Regions from separate parts of the Mus musculus genome. Here regions 1, 2, 4 and 5 are each linked to region 3. The links are chromatin contacts, called in public Hi-C, HiChIP or PLAC-seq and promoter capture Hi-C maps. All regions are on one chromosome and are shown on one strand. Each heading gives the region's core, a stretch centred on a gene start, on an enhancer-like site or on the middle of the called end of the contact. The rest is flanking DNA. Distances are from core to core; before and after follow the strand shown.

Region 1 (2,700 bases), core at 196-2,695, 830 kb after region 3:
GTGATTCGCCTTGACCTTTCCCTGAGTGTATATGGAGCCTGGGATAGTACACTTGGTGATATACCCAGAGGGACATTTTCAAATGCCCATTTTTTTTTGACTTCATCATTTCAGAATCTTCCAGTCCATGTACAGGATTGAAATGCACAACTCTAGTGAGAGTTGAAACGGCGGCACGTATGGAGGGTGCAAGCGAAACGTTTCTGTGATGAATGCAGTCAAAGCAGTTTGGTGACTACTTAATCAGGGGTATCAGGATGCCAAGGAAGCCAAAGCCAACCATCAGACTGGTGGATGCTCAAAGCCAACCATCAGACTAGCACCCCAATGGAGGAGTTAGGCCAAGGACTGAAGGAGCTGAAGGGGTTTGCAAACCCATAGGAAGAACAACAATATCAACCAACCAGACACCCCCCCCCAGCTCCCAGGGACTAAACCACCAACCAAAGAGTACACATGGAAGGACCGTCCCATGGCTCCAGCTGCATATGTAGGAGAGGATGGCCTTATTAATGGCATCAATAGAAGGAGAGCCCCTTGGTCCTGTGGATGGATGCCCCAGTGTAAGGGGATGCTAGGAAGGTGAGGCAGGAGTGGGTAGATAAGTTGGGGTGGAGGGGGTGAGAGGTGGGGGAGCACCCTCATAGAAGCAGGGGAAGGGGAATGGGATAGAGCGTTTTTTTCAGAGGAGGATAACATTTGAAATGTAAATAAATAAAATAACAACAACAAAAAAAAGGAAGCATCCTCTTTATGCTTACACTGGCCCTTTGTTCTGAGCCTCACAGTTTGACCACTTCCTGGCAGTGGGAGAGAGTTTCTTGTCCCTGTGACTGTTTCTAGCCCGGATTGTCTCACCAGAAGCTCAAGGGCAGGAAGCTTTCAGCTCCAGAGCAGGCCAGGCCTGGCAGGGATAGAGGGAGGGAGAGCTGCCCCCGGACTGTTGCTGGGATCATGGCGTGCTGCCTCTCTGACCTGAGCCAAGTTTCCCAGTTAGGTTCCTTCTCCGGTTCTAGTCTGCCGTCCTAGGCAGTTTCCCTTCCGCTCAAGCCTCAGTCTCCCCCCCCGCCCCCCTATAAGGTTGATGAAGCTGTTGGCAAGTAGAAGCCCTGGCACCCGGGAGCAAGCCACTCCCGCCCAAGCAGCTGTACCATGCTGCTCCAGGCAGTGATAACAAAGAGTGGGTTCTGCTTTTAGCTTCCTTCTAAACACAGGCTTTTTGAGTGAGTGTGTGTGTGTGTGTGTGTGTGTGTGTGTGTGTGTGATTGTCGTGGTAGTGGATTCCATGCGCAGTTCTGTCCCACAGCTCAGGAAATGAGGTGATCATCAGGGCAAGAAAGGAAGGGGGTGGATGCGGGGTGATTGGGCAATTGGACTGCGCAAACACAAGAGGTCAAAGATTGCGCCCAGCCGGCCCCCTCCCTCCGTGCATAAAGGCGAGCGGGCCACGGGCAGGCGGCGCAGAAGCGGGTCGGTCTGTACTCCCCGCTCCTCGCCACACACACACCGAGAGGATGAGGCTCACCGTGGGTGCCCTGCTGGCCTGCGCTGCCCTGGGTGAGTGTGCGTGCAGGGGATGACTGGCTGGCTATGTATGCAACCCTTAGGAGCTAAAGCTGGAAGTCCCAGCTTCCAGCCCCTTGCTTCTTCTCTGTGGTATCTTCATCTTCCATAGCGTAGGAACAACGTGGATCCACATGCATCTGGGGCTCTGATTCAGTCTCTACCTTTCACTATCCTCATCACGCTGTCTCCCCTATGTCCAGTAATTTGAAGATATGGTATACGCGATGTTAGAAAACTTTTAACCAGTTTACCCAGGCGCTATCCCGGGGCCTCAGTATAGTCCAAACAGCATGGTGTGGTAGTCACAACTTCCTGAGATCTAATCCTGCTATCTCTCCTTTGTCTGATGCCTCCTTGGATGCCTTTGGCGCTGGTGGCTTAGACTAGGGTGTGGGATTTGAAGCCAGAATTCTGGGGTTCAAATCATACCTGTATTTCTCCTGCGACGGGTCTTGCTTGTTACCGCACATGCCTGGGAGGGTCAGGTGAGGGTGAGGTCACAGGTCCCAGTCCTGCATCCTGCTGACTCCTCACCAGAGGGGGGGGGGGTCTCAAAGACCCAAATGCCTGCTCCAGTTGGACTGTAGTTAGCATTTGTCACAGTGTTGGGGCTGTCTAGTTTGAGTGATTTGTCATCCCTAACAACTGTCAGCCTGAAACAGGCTTCCGTGCTTGTTAGCTCAGGACACCTTGTGTGGCTATGCACAGTGACACCGGACCAAGGTCAAAATTTACAAGTTAGACGAACTAGTTTGAAGAGGCTAGAGAGGTCGTCTATCCCTCTGGCCACGGTGAACTAAAGGGAAGGAGCTGGGGACGATCAGTCTCCCTGTTGTCCTTCCTCATCCATCCTGAGGTCCATTGGCCTCACCCACCCCGATCCATGCTTAGTGATTTGTGGGCTTGCTGAGTCAGTAAGTCAGCCCTGCTGAATTGCCCGAAAGGGAAGGGATGTGACAAGAGCTAGGAGTGCCAGGTCCCACAGACGGCATCTCTCCATCGTGTGGATTTCAGTGGTGACCCAGCTGGGGAGATGGTACAACTGGGCAGATGCTTAGCATGCAAACACCAGGACCTAAATTCAGAACCCCAGCAACCATGTAAAAAGCTGGGTACCGCAGTGCCCTGGGGAAG
Region 2 (2,700 bases), core at 74-2,573, 880 kb after region 3:
TGCTAAGAGACTCTGAAGGTCTTCAGTCTGGGGAATGAGTGGAAATAGCAAGGACAGCCTGCTGGGGGGCAAGTTGCAGTACCCTGGGGCAGCAGCCTTCTGGAAACCCCACAGTGACTCCAAGATGCGTGCAGTGCAGCTGCCAACACTCCCAAAGGTATTCATACAAAGATTTCAAACGTACCACGCCAGAGGTGAGGACACATCAAGGAATCAGCTTTTCCAGAACAACGTTCGGCAAGATTAGTATCCAAGGGTCTGACAACATGGAGTGTCCGGAGTCATGGCCGACTCCTCTCACTTCCTCAATGGTAGTTGCAGTGATGGCAGGTGCCCTAGGCTTCAGTGTCCCTGAGCCACCCAGCATCACACATTGAGTTGGCGAGTCAGCCTAACCATGTGTGTCAATGGTTGGGCCAGTAGATTACACACTGCCTCAGCCCTCAGCTGCCAAGCGCACCCCATCCTTCCAGTAACTTCTTGCTGTCTGTCACCGGGTCAGCCCAGAGAACACACTGTTGCCTGTGCTTTCTGGCTCTATGGTTATTTTTTTCAGGGAAGGAGAAGAGGCGGAAGCAGCCAAGGAGCTGCTGCTGAATCTACAGTCCACGGGCCTTCATCTCCTCTCAGGGGCCTGCCAATGTGTCCCACTCTGCCAGGGAAGAACTCGACAATACCCCCTCAGAGGCTGTTTTGTTAGATTAAAGTTGGATTTGACTGTGGAGTGCGGGTTTGGTTGGTTTGGGCCATGTGACCCAGAACTAGAATGTAATTACTACTGTTCAGTTAATTGCTTTAATTTTCTGGGCTGGGGGGGGCGGGGGTAGGAGGAAAATAGAGGTGACACACAGTTCCAAGAGAACAGGAAGGAAGAAGTGTGTGGAGAGGTTCTCTGTAAGTTTACAAATATACAAAAACAAACAAACAAAAAAGCACTTCTTTCAAATAAAAATGACTACTTTTCTAATCTGGCAAAAAGTTGTATACACATGATTTAAATTTTTTTTTTAAATTTTAACAGTTTTTGGCAATCTTAATAAAGTACAATATATTACAACCAAACCAAAAAATAGTTGTTTAGGTAACAGCTGTTAAGAGTGACGTGGTCCCTGATGCCCAGCCTCCCTCCCCATGTCCCACCCTACTCCTAGAGAGAGAGAGAGAGAGAAAAGAAAGATCCTCCAGTCTTGATAAACTCAGTTCCCACCCCGTTAGGAAGCTATAGGAGGCAAAACAAGTGAGTGGCGCTGAGGAAGCCGAGTGGGCGGTGCATTAACAGGAGCAGCCGCCCTCGCTGGCCGGGGGCTCCTGAGGCTTGTCCAGCTTGATGTCAATCACTGTAGGAGGCGGGCTAAGGAAGAAGTGCCGCTCACCAAGACGCCATGCTCTCTCTCTGCAAACCCACAGCCTCAGCTCTTCGCTCGGCTGGAGTAGGAAGGAACTGCTTCCCACCCGTTTCTCTCCTGTCTCTACCTGCCTGCACCCCGCCCCTCAAAACTGTCGACCCAGTGTGAACCGGGCTGTGATCTCACTATCAACACCACACAGAGAGAGGCCAGGCAGAGTCTGGCTAGAAGCTTCCTCCGGTGACAGATAAACTGTGCTTCAACTCCAGCATCTAGCAATAGATGGTTAGCAACCAGCTGGTTAACGGCTGGCCCTCCCCCAAAGCGCCTGGGAGGGAAGAGTCCCCTGGCCAGGATCAGAATTGAGTGTCCATATCATAAAGTACAGGAGGATGTGAGGTGGTGGTCCTTACTTCTCAAGGCCGTTACAGTGAGAAGCTGCATCCACGGACTAAACAGCCCCTTTCTACAGCATTCTGGGGGCTGGGGGCTGAATCACACTTGCCAAGAACACCAGAGGAGCGGATGCAAAGTGCAGGGCAGCCTGTACCTTCCCATCATCTCTGGCTACAAACCCAGACTAACTGATTGTACAAGACTTTAGCGTTGCCTCCAGCCAGGACATCTCACCACTACTGTGCACCAAGCCCTTGGATGCTCTCCAGCCCCACCCAGATCCTTGGCTGGGCTGAGTGGGGTGGGGTGGCAATGGAGCTTGCTGCTAGCATTCTAAGGATGTCTCTGTGTCCCGTCTTTGGGGGTAACATATGAGGTTCTTTTGGCATAACATACCCTGAATTTCATTGTCTCTTTGCCTTGGCTGTTTTACTTGGCTTGCAGCCAGTATTTTATGCTTTCTGTCAATCACACAGCACGGTATATATTTTCAGTTTGATTTTTCTCCCTACCTTCTATCTTGTATGTGTGCTTACAGAAAAACATACAGTGCTACCTTGCTGGTATGTGTGTGTGTACTTACCCCCACATGCCTGATGCCACTGGAGAGTACACATAAGTAAACTTGCTTCCTTCCCCCTCCCCCTCAGCTCAGCTTTGCCCTCTCCCATCCCATGGTCCTTTTCCTCTGCTCCCTACATCTCTACAAACGCTTCCTAGACCACCGTGATGCTAGTCTCTGCTAACTGTGGTTCTGTGGTGGTCCCCACTGATCCCAGGACACTCCAGGTCCTGGCTTTCACTGCTGGTCCCGAGCACAGGCCTCACTGGGGTCTTCTCATCTTTCCCAGGTGCCCCTCTGAGCCACCTCACCCCTTGCTCAGCAGAATGGCATCCCTAAGCCGGCTCAGTGACACCCATCGCCTGGAGCAGAGGCACAGCATCCAAGATCTCTCAT
Region 3 (2,700 bases), core at 196-2,695:
CCCCAGATAGAAAGGCCAGGCACAGTTTACTGAAACCATATGAAATGGTTTTATACTGGAACTGTATAAAAGTAAAAAAAAAACAAAAATCAAAAACCAAACAAAAAATACCCTCTCTATTTACAAAACACCAGACTAAAACCAGATTCACTTGTCAGTGGGGAAAGGTATTCTTGGAGTCACCTCCTCCCGTTTAATTCCCTTGCTTCAAGAACTTAGGCCTTAAGTGGTGCTAAAAACAGTGAAGTGGAATGTCTAGAATCGAATTGGTATATTTTAGCTGGTATTATTAACCTAGCCCCAGGTGACTAAGGTCAATTAAACAAAATGGCACCAGCCCCTCAGAAACTGATCTTTAGATTGTAGCACAGAAGGTCACAGAAGATATCTATTAGGAATTCAAGAGTGTTCAGCCGCAACACTCTCGGTGAATTAGACACATAATTTTAGTCCTTAACAAGACTGCACTGCATAATGGATACTGCACCTCTGCTCCTGCCCTCTAATTCAGACTAGCCTGGGATTCGAGTACAAATTATCCAGGAAGCATCCTTGCAGGGAAAGAAATCCCGACCGGGCAAATGAGACACCCACCCAGGGCCAAAGGAAGCGAAGCACCAAGCACAGACATGTTCCCAGGAGGCAAAGGCTATGGTTGATACCTGTATTGAGTAACAGTCAGCACAGCCCGGGAATCTGACCCAAAGCCCGGCAAGTGCTGATTCAGGTAGGCCTCCAGGGACCTGAGGTCGAACTTGTGCTGGGGTAGCACTTCCACGGTGTCACTGGTGACATCCGTCTCCATGACCGCCACTGTTGTCACCGAGGAATCCACAGACTGTACGGAGGTTGCGCCAAGGCAGAAAGGAGACCGGCACTTGGGGGGGGGGGGGGGGGGGCGTGGTCGGGCGGGGCTTAGGAGAAGCCAATCACCGGGACTCTGGGCAGTGTTGCTGCAAAGCCATGTGGGAGGCGGAGTCTGGGACTCGGAGTCTGGTGGAGAAATAAAAGAATTGCCTGTTGTGGGACCAGACTTAGAATTTACCCTCAGCGTCAGAGCTGGAGTCCTCAGTCTTATAGAAAAACAAGGTCGCAAACGTGACTCTGGCGAATGAAGACAAACAGCTGTCACCCTAGACTAAGGACGCGCCAGCGGAAGACCTGTGCGGTCCGTGCAAGAAGAGAGTCCGCCAGAACCTTGAGCCTGCATTAAAAGACCCTGGTGTTTCTCATGGCCTCCTAGATAGGAAAGACGGAATGGCCGTCGACTTGATCTGGACACATATGATGCTGGCTCTGCTGAGACCTGGGTCTTGGTTCTAGAGAAGAAAGCTAAGTGTTTTGAGGAGTGTTTTTATTTATTATTATTATTTTTTTTTTTTTTTTACCGAGCGGAGCGATGGCGGCGGCGCACCGGAAGTGGCACGCCGGAAGCCCGGTGGGCGTGCCGGAGACGTGTCTTACTGGGAGCCTTGGAGCCGCTTCGCCGGTGTCTGGACCTGGAAGGCTGTGTCTGTTCCTCCTGCGCTTCGTGGGCCCAGCGAGGCAGCGTGGGGAGGCGGCGACGACGGCGACGGCGGCGGTCCGGCCTGGGATCGGAGGCCACCGGGAGCCCAGCCATGGCCGACTCGGTGGAGCGGCTGCGACAGCGGGTTGAGGAGCTGGAGCAGGAACTCGCCCGGGAGAGAACCCGGCGCTCTGGAGGGGACGGCCACTGCGGCCGGACCCGCATCCAGGAGATGAGCGACGAGGTGTTGGATTCCAATCCCTACAGGTGATCCATGACGGGGCGGGCAGGGCCACGCTCCGCGCGAGGGATTCAGCCGGCCTCCTGCCGCTCCTTTCCTGCTGTGGAGGTCCAGTTCCCAGATGGGCAAGGCCATGTCTTATGCTAGTCAGAAGATATTCTTCACCAAGCGAGTTGGCTCACGATTCATCGTAGCATTCGGGAGGGTGAGGTAGAGGGGGTTGTCGTGAGGTCCAGGTCAGTCTGGGCTACAGGAGTTGTAGGCCACTTTGGGCTGTGTAGTGAGACCCCTTTTTTTCTGCAAGGAAGGAAAATAACATTTTATTAAAAAAAAACAAACAATCCAAGCCATCCATCCATATGGTGGAGCTCTTCTGCCTGCTGTCCTGTACCCAGTTTCCTGTCACCATTATCTTTATTAGTCTACCTGGCTCTGCATCGGCTGATGCATAGAAAGCTCTGTCAGAGTATAATATCTCATGTAAAGTCGCCGAGGATAGAGCACCGTTTCCTAAATGCCTCTTGGTGTAACTTAGATGGAGCAGGGTGAGGGAGAGTTAGTTACTAGGGTGCTCACGAATATCCCTGAATATTGGCTTTGCCAGGGCTCCTGACCCCTCCTCTTTGCTCTCCTTAAATGGGCTTAGAAGATTGAGTGGCTTCACTTCTCAGCTTACTGAGTAGTCAGTAACTTAGAACGGTTTCTAACAGCTGCTGAACTTCTGGGTGAGATTGTTCCCTGTAAGTGGGGCCACAGGAACGCCTGTTTCCGCCATAGTTCTGAAGACTGAAGCAGTTTATGTGCAGTTCTTAGAACAGCAGTCGTGCATGGCAAACCTCGTAGACGACCACAGTCGGCAGCATGCTGTTAGACCTCCCGTTACATGTATGTTTCTTCTCACCACGGTCCTAGGGGATTGCTGATCATTTTCTCTCATCCTGGAGGTGAGAAA
Region 4 (2,700 bases), core at 46-2,545, 640 kb after region 3:
TCTCTGCAGGTCCCAGGGCCTCTTTGGGGATTTGGGTTGGTGTTTCATGAGTATGTGCGTGTGTTTGTTTTGTTGGTTCAAAGGATAGGACCCAGGGCCTCATGCATGCTAAGTGTGTATGATACACTACACCCCCCATACTGGGAGCCATTCTTGGATGCTTCTAGACAGCATGTTGAGCCTGTTAAATGAGTCCATCAGTCTCATCATTGCCTCAAGGTCAACTGTTCTGGTTTTATCAACACACAAAGGCTGTTCATTCAAAAGTTCTGCACTTGACGGGTACCCTGGTCACATGCAAATCTCTCTCTCTCTCTCTCTCTCTCTCTCTCTCTCTCTCTCTCTCTCTCTCTCTGTCACACACACACACACACACACACACACACACACATCTCATTTGCCCATAGCATAACACCTCTCCATCAGTTTCAACCCATGGGGGACTAATTAGGTTGTGGTAGTTCACCCATTTACAGCCTCAACATTTCTTTTTTGGGATCCACATGCCAGCGCCCTCCACCCCCCCCCCCCGCCCCCCACGCCAGCCCTCTCAAGGCTCGGGCCAGCCAAATCTATTCATGCATCTGCTTCCCACGAAGGCAAGACCCTCCTGCCCTCAGATTACAACTGAAACCACCACCTGTGTGGGACCACAGGCTCTCAGTGCTTCTAAAACCACACACCACCACACCACAAAAACAAACACGTCTGTTTCTGTTACCTGCCTGCTACACAGAATTAGACCAAGATAAGCTCCGTCGTTGTCCCTTTGTCACTGTGAGCTACTTACCCCAACAGAGGGATACATCCCTGTGTGGGAACATTTGAAGACCTTCATATGGATGTAAAGTCCCAAAAAGACCAATAAACAGTGTTTACCTTTATTTAAAAACAAACAGCCGAGAATGTGAGGTTGCACACCTTTAATCTCAGCACTCAGGAGGCAGAGGCAGGTGGATCTCTGTGAGTTCAAGGCCAGGCTGACATACAAAAAAGAGTTTCAGAACAGTCAAGGCTGTTACACAAAGGAATCCTGTCTCAAAAAACAAAACAAGCCAACAACCTTTTAAAAGAAGCAAGGTGTGTCCTGGTTAGGATTCTGTCCCGTAGATTTCCTTGCTGGCCTGCAGGACCAAAGAAAGAGAACCCACGAGTCTCCCAGAAGGCCAGTTACTTAGACTCTACACAATATCTTTACATAATTCAGTGTCTGAAGTCCAGAAATAGAAAAGACACCACTTACGCTCCGTTTCAGCTAAGCCTCCACTGCCCTGCTAGCTTGCTCGCTGCGAACTGCTCCTAATTGAACCACCTGGGTGCAAAAGCCATCAGGAAGACAGTGCAGCTGTCTCAGCGACATTGGATGCTGCAAGACCTTCTTGCCTTTCTTATTATCCTTAATTATTATTTCCAAGCCAAGATTTCAGTTTCCAACCTCTACACAGCCCAGGGCCTGGAAGGTGAAGAGGACCCCATGCTGGGGTTTTGTTTGTTTGTTTGTTTGTTTGTTTGTTTTTGCCGAATCTGGAAGCCACTGGTATGCAAGGAGAGTAGATGCGCGCCCTCTCAAGGGTTTCTCCCAGTGGGGCTGCGAGTTTTAGACTCTTCTGCCCTGCAAATCTCCACGAGCAGGTGCCGCGAGTCAGAAAGTTAATCACCTTTTGGCAGGGGAAGATCATGACTGACGGCTGCTTCCAGTTCCCAGCGCAGGCTCCTGCTGCTTCTAATGAGGCTTCGTTAGCAGGTATGAAAAGGCCCCGCTGGCCCCTGGATTCTGCCAGCGCCTTTTGAAAATCAGACTTCCTCTCACAACATCACGGTACAATTACCCGTTGGCAGTGGTTCCCTGACAGGTGGTGGGGGAGGCTGCTGCCGGTGGTGACGAGCATTTGTTCTGGAGTAGATGGGTAAAGGGCTTTGGCTGGATTCCTCCTAAGCTCTTTCCACACCGTACTACTCAACTCCATGGATTTTGGGTTTCCAGGTGTGTGCTTGAGAGCGCGCGTGCGCGCGCACACACACACACACACACACACACACACACACGCACGCACGCACGCACGCACACACACACATACCATAATAGCACCCATTAGCGTTGAGACCCCCACATCCTTTGATAACAATGTCCTTAAATTGTACTTCAAGGATATTGGTAATTCTTTTAAGCATGGATTGATGCTCAAATGTTTTGACAGACTGGGGGGAGGGGGAATACCCATATAAGGAAGATCATTTCTGTTCTCATGGGTTGACAATCTTGGTGGGGCAAGGACTAAACAAAGCAACGTGGCACTGTACAGTTTGCATGGCCCCTTCCCTGAATTCATTTTGTCCCCAAAGGCATGAAGATAAATCTGATTTCAGTTGCTTCTCCACTACAGGATTCAGTAAGTGCCACCCAGTTCACTGCCCTTTGTTTAACTGCCCTACACACATTCTTCAATAAGCCCTTGGGCCACCTCACCAGCTTTTACTTAATTACACCCATGTGTTTGTTGGGAGGAGCTTGTCGGGGTGCTGGTGGAGTCAGAGGACAACTTTTGGGAGTTGGTTCTCTCCTTCCACCATGTTAATCCCAGGGGATCAAACTCAGGTCATCAGACTTGGTGACAAGTGCCTTTCCCAATGAGCCAGCTTGCTGGCTCAATAGACTGCCTCTCTGGGCAAGATAGGATTTGGGCCAATACAGAATCTTAG
Region 5 (2,736 bases), core at 30-2,529, 950 kb after region 3:
TGTCTGTAACCCCCTGGTTATGTGACTCCTGGACCGAGGCTCTCAAGGAGGTACTCCTTCCCACAGGTATCAGAGGGGTCGCTGCTCTTCTGTCTGAGCTTCCCACCTTGGACCAACCTGGGTGTCAGATACTTGGGAGGGGAGACTCCTGGGCAGCAAAGAAACCCTTACTCTCCCCCTCCTTAGGCTCTGGCTGGCTGCCACGGTGACCTCCCCTCCCCCAAGAAGGGCGGTGAGCTGGGAGATGGGGGGTGGGAGAATCCACCGGCTCCACTGATGCTCTCTAGAGGGGGCAGGGAAGCCAGGCAGGGCGTGTCGCCTAGGCCTTTCTCTGCCCAGTGCCAAGCTCACAGATATGAGACGCCTCTGTACCATCCCCCAAGTCACCTGCTATGGGAAGAATCTTCACTCTCACGATCCACACCCCTAAGCCCCAAAGAGGCTAACACATTAGTGAAGGACAGTGAGTCTAGAACCTTCTGCCCAGTCGGATGTAAGCCAGAGAAGCTAAGTGCCCAGTTACCCTACCACTTGCACCCACTCTTTTCGAAAAGGGACAGGTGTCGTGTTCCCCATTTCCCAGCAGCAATCTGCTCCAGAGCTGGACGCGTCCTTTCCCTAGATTCCAGGCAGGGTCCGCAGGGAGCCCCTCGGGCGCAACCTTGGGGTGGGGGCAACCAGCTCCCAGCCCCACCTCGTTCTCCCAAGAGAGGCTCCTGTCCCTTCGCCCACACCCTCGCCGGCACCCAGACACCTGCACAGTGCTCCGCAGCCTGTGCCGCAGTGCGAGCTAGTCAGCGAGCCCGCGAGCCCGGCGCCTAGAGCGGGTGAGCCAGCCGCCGCCCTCGGTCCTCCCGGACGCACCTGCACCGGGTACCCGTACCCAGATCTCACACTCACCCTCATCCCTTGACCCCCAGAACCACCTTCTTCCTTTCCCCCTTGGTCCTCCCCAGCCCGGCCCCACCCGAGCCAGCCCCATCTCCCCATCTGCATCCCTCTCCTCTACCGGGGCGTGGAAGGGCCTTGGCGAGCCAGGGCTGGGAGGGTCCCTAGTGGGGTGGCTGAATGGGCGGCGTGGGGAAAAGACTCGGCTCCGAGCCGAGAGAATAAGCCGAGTACTCACCGCTCTGCTCCCCTAGGAAAACCAACTTGAATTTTCGCAGCGGGTTCCCAAAATCTCCCCCTGCGGACATGGTGCTGGCAGCTGGGGCCGGGCGAGGAGGAGGAGGAGGAGGAGGAAGCGGTGAAGGAGCAGGGAGGGGAGAGGAGGAGGGCGAGGGGAGGCGGCGAGCGGTGCGGGAGCCGGAGGGGGAAGGGCTGGCTGCGCGCGCCCCTGACTCCCCAGCTGCGGCCGGGCCCCGGCCTGCGGCTGCGTGTCCGACGGCGGCGACGGCGGAAAGGGAGGAGGCGGGGTGCGCGGCGCAGCCCTGGGTGGCGTTGGCTGCACGGGCGACGGGCGCGCTGTGGACGCCCGAAGCTCGGCGCGGGCAGCGAGGCACGGGCGGAGCGGGGCGCAGGGACCGAGCTGGGCGGAGGAGCGCTCTCCGAGCAGCGCCACGCGCCCCCTCCCGCCCGCCTGCTCCGCCCGCGCCTGCGCTCTGCGCGCTCCCAAGCCTCTGATGTCATGCGGAGCCCGTGGGTTTGCGGGGCTTGGGGGGCGTGCGCCATCCAGCCCCCACCCGGGCAGCCGGCTCCGGAGAGCCACCTCCTCTTGAGCCTAAGAGAGGTGCCCTCTTTGGAGCGTCTTGCTCTGCCCTGCTGCTTCTGTCTCACCCACCCACCTAGGGGGAAAAAAAAAAGACAGGACTTGGTCAAGAGGACATTTGTTTCTGGTCTTTGACACCTAAATGCGGTTCCCTTCTTCCGTCTCAGACCCAGATAGATGGTCAGACAGGGCGGGAACATAGGAAAGGGTCAGTGTGTGGTGTGGTGGTGAGTAGGAAGATGTGCGGATACCTGGCTCAGACCTGGGGTATGGCTCCTCGGTGGCCCCTGCTGGCCTCTAGCTTACCTCCTATCTAGCTAGGCTCAGACTCTTCATGCGGAGGGGATCTGTGGTTGTCCCCAGAGGAGCTGGCCAGTGAGAGAGAAGACACCCTTACAGGATATGCCTACTAGGGTTTGAAACCTAACCTGCCTGGTAGAAGACAGCTCCACTAACCCAAAGACAATGCCCTGCCTCTTTTGATCCTGAGACCGTCAGCCCAACCACACTCCTGCGCCCTGCTAGTTAGGTTTATTCGGGTAATGAGCTACAAGAGTATAAGAGAGCGACCTCTAAGTTTGCAGGGCACACACAGTAGCGTGAGAGCAAGGAGTAGACGCCAGACTAAGGTTAAACGCAGTCCCCAAGCAGTACACTCTAAGGCATCGGGTTAATTGAGGCTTTACAAAGCCCCTCCCCTCTTCCTCTCCAGCCACTTGCTGGTCTTGACCTTCTCTGGCCATTCAGGGAATGTTTGTTTGGGACTGTTTGGAATGTGTAGTGTATGTTACACAAAGCAAGCCAGGAGTGAAATGCACACACACACACACACACACACACACACCCGTGCCTACGGATTTCCCAGGGGACACTTATGAATTTACCCCGAATGTACCCACTAGAGTCTCCCACCGCACATTGAGCCCTCACAGGAAACTCCATGGAAGCAGCTGAGGTTCCACTTCACCTAGAGTTTAGGAAACAGTTGCTGAATGCTCGAATTAACCTCTAAAACTACTCTCAAATCA

What was found. A called contact is a pair of places that touch in the nucleus more often than the background predicts. HiChIP or PLAC-seq counts read pairs in DNA pulled down with a chosen protein or histone mark. Capture Hi-C pulls out chosen DNA fragments and counts their contacts.
Region 1: an H3K4me3 HiChIP or PLAC-seq map of pro-B cells shows a contact between it and region 3, with 7 times the contacts expected there. The contact joins the promoter of Trf here to the promoter of Uba5 in region 3. A contact is called at or near these places in 2 of 39 promoter capture datasets (liver and pre-B cells), 1 of 15 datasets of contacts at CTCF or cohesin (large pre-B cells) and 4 of 115 datasets of contacts at active chromatin or transcription factors (the 230-238 cell line, the SCID.adh cell line, large pre-B cells and 1 more).
Region 2: a contact with region 3 is called in a Hi-C map of erythroblasts, with 5 times the contacts expected there. The contact joins the enhancer-like site here to the promoter of Uba5 in region 3. A contact is called at or near these places in 1 of 39 promoter capture datasets (cranial neural crest), 1 of 15 datasets of contacts at CTCF or cohesin (large pre-B cells), 1 of 484 Hi-C or Micro-C datasets (erythroblasts), 4 of 115 datasets of contacts at active chromatin or transcription factors (the 230-238 cell line, fibro-adipogenic progenitors, large pre-B cells and 1 more) and 1 of 9 other capture datasets (liver).
Region 4: an H3K4me3 HiChIP or PLAC-seq map of the SCID.adh cell line shows a contact between it and region 3, with 10 read pairs. The contact joins the promoter of 5830418P13Rik here to the promoter of Uba5 in region 3. A contact is called at or near these places in 4 of 39 promoter capture datasets (the C10 cell line, cranial neural crest, hippocampal neurons and 1 more) and 3 of 115 datasets of contacts at active chromatin or transcription factors (the SCID.adh cell line, large pre-B cells and stem cell-derived neural progenitor cells).
Region 5: a contact with region 3 is called in a promoter capture Hi-C map of liver. The contact joins the promoter of Rab6b here to the promoter of Uba5 in region 3. A contact is called at or near these places in 1 of 39 promoter capture datasets (pre-B cells), 1 of 15 datasets of contacts at CTCF or cohesin (large pre-B cells), 1 of 484 Hi-C or Micro-C datasets (CD4 T cells), 5 of 115 datasets of contacts at active chromatin or transcription factors (bone marrow-derived macrophages, embryonic hindbrain, large pre-B cells and 2 more) and 1 of 9 other capture datasets (liver).

Annotation. Positions count from the first base shown.
Region 1 is chr9:103,229,031-103,231,730 of GRCm38.p6, reverse strand. It overlaps Trf (transferrin), which reads left to right and starts at 1,445. Exons shown (of 17, transcript NM_133977.2): 1 at 1,445-1,557. The coding sequence starts at 1,515.
Region 2 is chr9:103,179,819-103,182,518 of GRCm38.p6, reverse strand. It overlaps Rab6b (RAB6B, member RAS oncogene family), which reads right to left. Exons shown (of 8, transcript NM_173781.4): 8 at 1-1,337. The coding sequence ends at 1,273. Among named protein-coding and RNA genes, the nearest start is that of Srprb, 21 kb to the left of the region's middle. Within about 2 kb of position 1,323, at least 226 of the 459 cell types and tissues checked have an H3K27ac peak or open chromatin away from gene starts, as enhancers often do. A contact at or near this core is called in erythroblasts, fibro-adipogenic progenitors and pro-B cells, where this site is marked.
Region 3 is chr9:104,061,866-104,064,565 of GRCm38.p6, reverse strand. Uba5 (ubiquitin-like modifier activating enzyme 5) reads left to right here and starts at 1,445. Exons shown (of 12, transcript NM_025692.3): 1 at 1,445-1,774. The coding sequence starts at 1,620. Acad11 (acyl-Coenzyme A dehydrogenase family, member 11) reads right to left here and starts at 842. Exons shown (of 20, transcript NM_175324.4): 1 at 663-842. The coding sequence starts at 805.
Region 4 is chr9:103,422,173-103,424,872 of GRCm38.p6, reverse strand. It overlaps 5830418P13Rik (RIKEN cDNA 5830418P13 gene), which reads right to left and starts at 1,295. Exons shown (of 6, transcript NR_040466.1): 1 at 1,244-1,295.
Region 5 is chr9:103,110,617-103,113,352 of GRCm38.p6, reverse strand. It overlaps Rab6b (RAB6B, member RAS oncogene family), which reads right to left and starts at 1,279. Exons shown (of 8, transcript NM_173781.4): 1 at 1,127-1,279. The coding sequence starts at 1,196. Gm46128 (a long non-coding RNA gene) reads left to right here and starts at 86. Exons shown (of 2, transcript XR_001779270.2): 1 at 86-827.